Linked DNA regions of Macaca mulatta: region 1 is linked to region 2. A link is a contact called in public Hi-C data. All regions are on one chromosome and are shown on one strand. The core of a region is the stretch at or near the end of the contact, and the rest is flanking DNA. Distances in the headings are between cores, read along the strand shown. Region 1 holds the start of GPS2 (G protein pathway suppressor 2). Region 2 holds the start of DVL2 (dishevelled segment polarity protein 2).

Region 1 (3,266 bases), core at 380-2,879, 88 kb before region 2:
CGAAGGAGACAGCAGTGTGGCTGGTGTGGGCATCGTAGGAAAGAGGGGGGCGAAGGAGACAGCAGTGTGGCTGGTGTGGGCATCGTAGGAAAGAGTGGGGCGAAGGAGACAGCAGTGTGGCTGGTGTGGGCATCGTAGGAAAGAGTGGGGCGAAGGAGACAGCAGTGTGGTTGGTGTGGGCATCGTAGGAAAGAGGGGGGCGAAGGAGACAGCAGTGTGGCTGGTGTGGGCATCGTAGGAAAGAGTGGGGCGAAGGAGACAGCAGTGTGGTTGGTGTGGGCATCGTAGGAAAGAGTGGGGCGAAGGAGACAGCAGTGTGGCTGGTGTGGGCATCGTAGGAAAGAGGGGGGCGAAGGAGACAGCAGTGTGGCTGGTGTGGGCATCGTAGGAAAGAGGGGGGCGAAGGAGACAGCAGTGTGGCTGGTGTGGGCATCGTAAGAAGGTGGGAGAGATTCGAGCAAAGGCTTGAAGAAGGAAGTGAAGGGTGTAGCTGAGCAGGCTTTGGGAGGAAGAACATTTCAGGTAGAAAGAACAGCTAGAGTGAAGCTCCTATAAGGCGGGAGTATTTCCTAGGTACAGCAAGGCTTGTGTGGTTGGAACAGACTTTGCAAGGGGGAGGTGATGGGGAGAGAAGCTTCACTCCCTTATTTTTTCCTGTTTGACAGATTCCGGGACCCCAAATCCCAGCGGACGCACCAGGCTCAGGTGGCGTTCCAGGTGTGTGTGCGCCCTGGCTCCTACACCCCGGGACCCCCTTCCGCTGCCCTTGGAGAACCTCCTGACCCTCACTTCAGTCCAGCCGAACTTGAGTGGGTCACTAAGGAGAAGGGGGCCACACTCCTCTATGCCCTGCTGGTACGGGTGGAATGAGGGGTGACACACAAATACTACAAGCACAGTCGGGCCTCGGGCCCATGGACTCTGGCGACTGCCTCCACCTCATTCCCGTGACTCGTGGCATGCGCAGGTGCTGGAGCTTGGCAGCCGCGCAGGAGCATGTAGGCAGGCTCTCAGATGTAGGTGGCAAGTGGCACAGCTCCATGTCTGGAGGCCCAGCACTCCGTCTGATGGGAGGAGCCGTGGGAGCCCAGCTCCAGGCCCTGGTACCCCTCTTCATGCACTGATTTGGGGAACATGACTCCCTTTTACTCCCCTTCCCCACATCACTTAATTTATTTCCGTTTTTGTTTCTGGTTACTGTGAATCCCAGAGGAGTCTCTCCCTGTGCCCACATGAAGCTGCTTTTTCCGGGGCCACCGGGCAGGAGTGGGGAAGGGTGGGCGCACGGAAGATGGGGGCCTCTGTACAGTTGTTACTGACTCTGATTTCTAAGGAGCCAATAAACACCGTCTCAGAGCCTCCGCCTCGGCCTCTCTCTCGCGCGCCCCTCCCCGGAGCCCGCGTCCCCTGGGGTGCCACCAGGTGGGCCCGCGAAATTAAAGAGAGCTGAGGATGCCAAGACCAGTTTACAGCCCTCGTCGCCCGCGTTCCCGGCTACGGGGTTTGGACGCCGCGGGCACCCGTCGCAGCGCGCTTCCGCTTTCTTTCACCCAACCCGTGAGGTCGGCCGCAGCCGTGACTCCGGAAGGACTTGGCCGGGCCGCCGGATGTGACGTACGGGCCAGGGCGCGCCGGAGCTGCTGAGAAAGCGCAGAGAAGGCGGGTAGGGAGGGCTGGCGTCCGGGCTGGCTGGGCAGGGAGCGGCAGCACCGAGTCGGGGATCCCGGCGCCGCCCGTGCGCGCGGTGGAGCGGGGGCTGCGGGCCCGGCCGGGTGGCGGGCTCCTGGGACACGTGACCGGGGCGGCTAGCGGGTCGGGCGGACGGGCTTCCGCCTGGGCCGGGCGCGGTCCCCTCTGAGCGCCCGCCTCCCCGCAGGCGCCGTCTGAGGTCTGGCAGTCAGAGACAGAGCCGGGCGCCCACGGCCCGAGCGCCCACGGCAGCACCATGCCCGCACTCCTGGAGCGCCCCAAGCTTTCCAACGCCATGGCCAGGGCGCTGCACCGGCACATTATGATGGAGCGGGAGCGCAAGCGGCAGGGTGAGCCGGGGCCATAGCGGGGGGACACACGGCCCAGAATGGCTCCTGTACCTCAGGGTTGGCCTCAACCCAGCGGCCAACCAGTGAGCCCGCTGCCGAGCGCAGAGGAGGGAAGGAATAGCCCCGTTGTGGTGGGATTTAAGCGTCCTGGTCCACGCTCCAGAACCCTTGAGACGGGAAGGACCTTGGAGAGCACCTGATAAAGCCTCTCCGTTCCCTATTGCAGCGATGGGGGAGCTTGTCCCCTCGAGGCAAAGAGCGCACAGGCGTGTTGGGATGACTGGGTTTTGCTGGTCTTCAATCTAACGTTGGAACTGTTTTCACTACCCTGCCTCTTCTTCATTCTGCCTGATTCTCCAGAGGAAGAAGAGGTGGATAAGATGATGGAACAGAAGATGAAGGAAGAACAGGAGAGAAGGAAGAAAAAGGAGATGGAAGAGAGAATGTCACTAGAGGAGACCAAGGAACAAGTAAGCAGTCCCTTGAACTCTCCCAGCTTTGATTTCTTCCCTTGACTCTCCCTGCCTTCATCTTCTCTTCCCACTCCCTCCCAGATTCTGAAGTTGGAGGAGAAGCTTTTGGCCCTACAGGAAGAGAAGCATCAGCTTTTCCTGCAGCTCAAGAAAGTTTTACATGAGGAAGAAAAACGGAGGCGAAAGGAACAGAGGTGGGATCAGAGTGCTAAAAACTGAAATGGGGGCCAAGTGGAACTGGGATCAAGTAATAAAAGAACTAGTGTTTAATGGCGAAAGAGAAGGCATCTGTCCTTAGCTTTGACCTGCCTTCCTCTCACTCCAGTGACCTGACCACCCTGACATCAGCTGCATACCAGCAGAGCCTGACTGTCCACACAGGAACTCATCTCCTCAGCATGCAGGGTGAGGACTAAAGAGACCACCTGATGGAACCGGCCTTCTTACAGGTTGCAGCCTCCCATTTCAGCATCATGAAGCCCTTCTCCCTTTCTAGGGAGCCCTGGAGGACACAATCGCCCAGGCACCCTCATGGCAGCTGACAGAGCCAAACAAATGTTTGGACCCCAAGTGCTTACGGTGAGAGTAGGATTGGATGCCCAGCCCCTACTGCTTCCATCCATGCATCCTTGCCACCAGTATTCAAGTCACAAACATATCAAGCACTTAAGTTTAGGGGGAAATGCGGCATACAGATATACACAAGTCACTGGGTTTCAGCTTTCAAGTTTATAGGCGAATTCTCATTCTCCCT
Region 2 (3,333 bases), core at 581-3,080:
AAGAACCGAAAGTTGGGGCCAGGAGCTGGGGCTGGCTTTGGGGTGCTTCGGAGGCCTCGGCCAACTCCTGGGGATGGGGAAAAGAGATCTCGAATCAAGAAGAGCAAGAAGCGGAAGTTAAAAAAGGCAGAACGGGGGGATAGACTCCCACCTCCTGGGCCTCCCCAGGCACCCCCCAGTGATACAGACTCTGAAGAGGAGGAGGAAGAAGAGGAAGAGGAAGAAGAGGAAGAGATGGCAACAGTGGTAGGGGGAGAAGCCCCAGCCCCTGTGCTCCCAACACCCCCCGAGGCTCCTAGGCCCCCTGCCACAGTGCACCCTGAAGGAGTCCCTCCTACTGACAGTGAAAGCAAGGAGGTGGGCAGCACTGAAACAAGCCAAGATGGAGATGCCAGCTCCAGTGAAGGCGAGATGCGGGTCATGGATGAGGACATCATGGTAGAATCAGGTGAGAGGTTTGGGCTGGGGCGAGGGGTTTGAGGGTGTTGTGGATCCAACAACTGCTCAGGCAGAATACCAAACAAACCTTTTTTCCCCAGGTGATGACTCATGGGATCTGATCACGTGTTACTGTCGAAAGCCCTTTGCAGGGCGGCCCATGATTGAGTGCAGCCTGTGTGGGACGTGGATCCACCTCTCCTGTGCTAAGATTAAGAAGACCAACGTCCCTGACTTCTTTTATTGCCAGAAATGCAAGGAACTGAGGCCAGAGGCCCGGCGGTTAGGGGGGCCTCCCAAATCTGGAGAGCCCTGACGGCACCAACTTTAGCCTGGAACTTCCAAATGATAACATGATTTGGGAACTGAGCCTCAGGGTCCTCAGCCTACCCCCTGGAGCTTGGATACTGTCCGCACTTCAAGGCAGGAATTCCCAAGGGAGACTTGTTTGAAAATGAGTGTCTCACTTTCCTACCCTATCCGTCCTCCCCACTCTGAACTTGAAATTGAACCCATTACGGTTGCGGGTGGGAGGCTGTCTGTGTCTCTAGACACATAATCTCTGTCTCTTGGACCTGCCACCATCACTTTCTGGGTCAGGATTGGAATTGGGATGGAATGGGACAGTTGTCTATAAAACTCTAGTGTAAATATTAGCACTCCCCTCCCTCATCTTTTCTTCTATTTCACTCCCCATTTATTTTCTTCTACACCGGTTGTATTTTTAATTTTGGACTTCCCCTACTGGGCATGGCAGCTCAAAGGTGGAGTACTAGAGCCTGGCCAAGCAAGGAAGGAAAGCAGAAAGGTGACGATTCTCACTCACCTCTTTTTAATAATATTGGCCGCTGTTTGTACAGACAGCCTGCGTGTTGTGAATAAAGCAGAGTGGGCTCTTTTGTGTTTATAGCCCTCACTGTCCTGCTTGGGAGGGAGGCTTTGGTGGCTGAAGACTAGCTGGACGTGGTGCTGAAAGCCACCTCTCACAGTCCAGTCTGAAGATGGCACAGCACTGGGCCTCTCCCACCCCAAGATACTTGAGTAAGCCACCTCAGAGCTTTCATTGTATTTGGCCCTCCCCACTCGAGTCTAGGAACCCCCACAATCCCCACCTTCACTCCCTGCACGCACACTCCTGAGGGTCAGAGTTGCTTCGCGCTCCCGCCGGTGTGGGGTAAAGCCGGGTGGGAGCCGACTGTCCGCTTCCTGAGGGCACAGGCCAGCTTATCCTGGGTGCTCGGAGGACCTCGGCTGGGGTACACCTTTGGGGGCTGGGAGACCGTTGCCGAAGGCAGCGATCACGTGGCGGGGGCACTAGGAGGAGTCACGCGGTCACGTGACTGGGAGGGGTCACGTGACGGGGGCGGCTGAAGAGCGCGGGGTGGGCGGGCTTAGGTCACGTGACATGAGGAGAGGTGGGCGGGGACCTGGAGGACGCTCGCGTTGTCGGTGGCGGTGGCGCGCGGCGGCCGCTGAGACCGCGGCTTTGAGTCGCACCTCGCGGCCCGCCCCCCGCCGCCACCCTTGCCGACCCCTGCTTTTTTCCCTTTGCTTCTCTCCAGTACTGGGTCCGTCCTGTCCGCGCTCGCTCGTCGGTTTGCGGGTGTGCGCAGGCGCGGCAGGGGCCATTAGCCCCTTGGGTGGGCGGTGGAGCCCGGGAGCGCGCGGGCGAGACCATGGCGGGCAGCAGCGCTGGGGGCGGTGGGGTTGGGGAGACGAAGGTGATTTACCACCTGGATGAGGAAGAGACTCCATACCTGGTGAAGATCCCTGTCCCCGCCGAGCGCATCACCCTCGGCGATTTCAAGAGCGTCCTGCAGCGGCCCGCGGGCGCCAAGTACTTTTTCAAGTCTATGGATCAGGATTTCGGGTGAGCGCAAGGCCTAGATAGGACCGACGGGGGCTTTGCTAGAGTGGATTGGGCGACGTGGAGGGGCACACATCTACTTCGGGCCACACTAGGATTTTCTGGCCTGTGGTGGAGCAGATTGTACCATGCTGAGGTAGGTTGACTCTCCCAGGATGGACAAGGTTATGCTTGGATAGATTGAGGCACACGGGCAGACTAGGATATCCTAAACCAGATTAGAGACGATTAGGCTCTACTGGAATAGGTGGGGGCATACTGGTTTATTTTGGAGTGTTTTAGACTGTACTGAGTAAATTCATTTATCGTCTGGTCGTTTAGTACGTTCTCAGGAGTCCTGTAACGCCTGTAATCTCAGCACTTTGGGAGGCCGAGGCGGGCGGATCACGAAGTCAGGAAATCGAGACTATCCTGGCTAACACGGTGAAACCCCATCTGTACTAACTAAAAATACAAAAAAATTAGCCGGGCGTGGTGGCGGGCGCCTGTAGTCCCAGCTACTTGGGAGGCTGAAGCAGGGAGAATCGCTTGAACCTGGGAGGCGGAGGTTGCAGTGAGCCGAGATCGCGCCACTGCACTCCAGCCTGGACGACAGTGCAAGACTCCATCTCCAAAAAAAAAAAAACACCAAAAAACAAAACAAAACAAACTTGGGCCATTATGGACTCTACTGGGCTGTATTGGTTAATCCTGGTTTATCTTGGGGCAAGACATGGTTTTATTGGAGCACTCAGTATGGGGGCAGACAAGGCTGTTGGTGCCCATGCTAGTACAGGTAGCTGTATTGGGGTATTCTAGTCTATATTGGTGCAGACAGCTAGCTGCGTGTGGGGACATTGTAGGCTGTGCTAGAATAGATTGGGCTATCCTAGGGTAATTTGGACATTCAGGGCTATCTTGGACTAGATTGGCATGTAAATAATGCAGAGAAAGCCCTTTTGTGTTTATGGTCTTTGGGGCTGAGCCCTCTCTGGGTCCTCAACCTCTGCTTTTTTTTTTTTTTTTTTTTTTAAAGACAGAGTCTGCTC

What was found. A called contact is a pair of places that touch in the nucleus more often than the background predicts.
Region 1: a contact with region 2 is called in a Hi-C map of fetal cortex germinal zone, with 2.2 times the contacts expected there. The contact joins the promoter of GPS2 here to the promoter of DVL2 in region 2. A contact is called at or near these places in 2 of 14 Hi-C or Micro-C datasets (cortical neurons and fetal cortex germinal zone).

Annotation. Positions count from the first base shown.
Region 1 is chr16:8,807,488-8,810,753 of T2T-MMU8v2.0, reverse strand. GPS2 (G protein pathway suppressor 2) reads left to right here and starts at 1,629. Exons shown (of 11, transcript XM_028835958.2): 1 at 1,629-1,735; 2 at 1,877-2,039; 3 at 2,400-2,509; 4 at 2,594-2,706; 5 at 2,838-2,917; 6 at 3,009-3,091. The coding sequence starts at 1,946. NEURL4 (neuralized E3 ubiquitin protein ligase 4) reads left to right here. Exons shown (of 30, transcript XM_077970184.1): 30 at 666-1,361. The coding sequence ends at 870.
Region 2 is chr16:8,719,481-8,722,813 of T2T-MMU8v2.0, reverse strand. DVL2 (dishevelled segment polarity protein 2) reads left to right here and starts at 1,830. Exons shown (of 15, transcript NM_001194806.2): 1 at 1,830-2,308. The coding sequence starts at 2,115. It overlaps PHF23 (PHD finger protein 23), which reads left to right. Exons shown (of 5, transcript NM_001194348.2): 4 at 1-448; 5 at 540-1,348. The coding sequence ends at 754.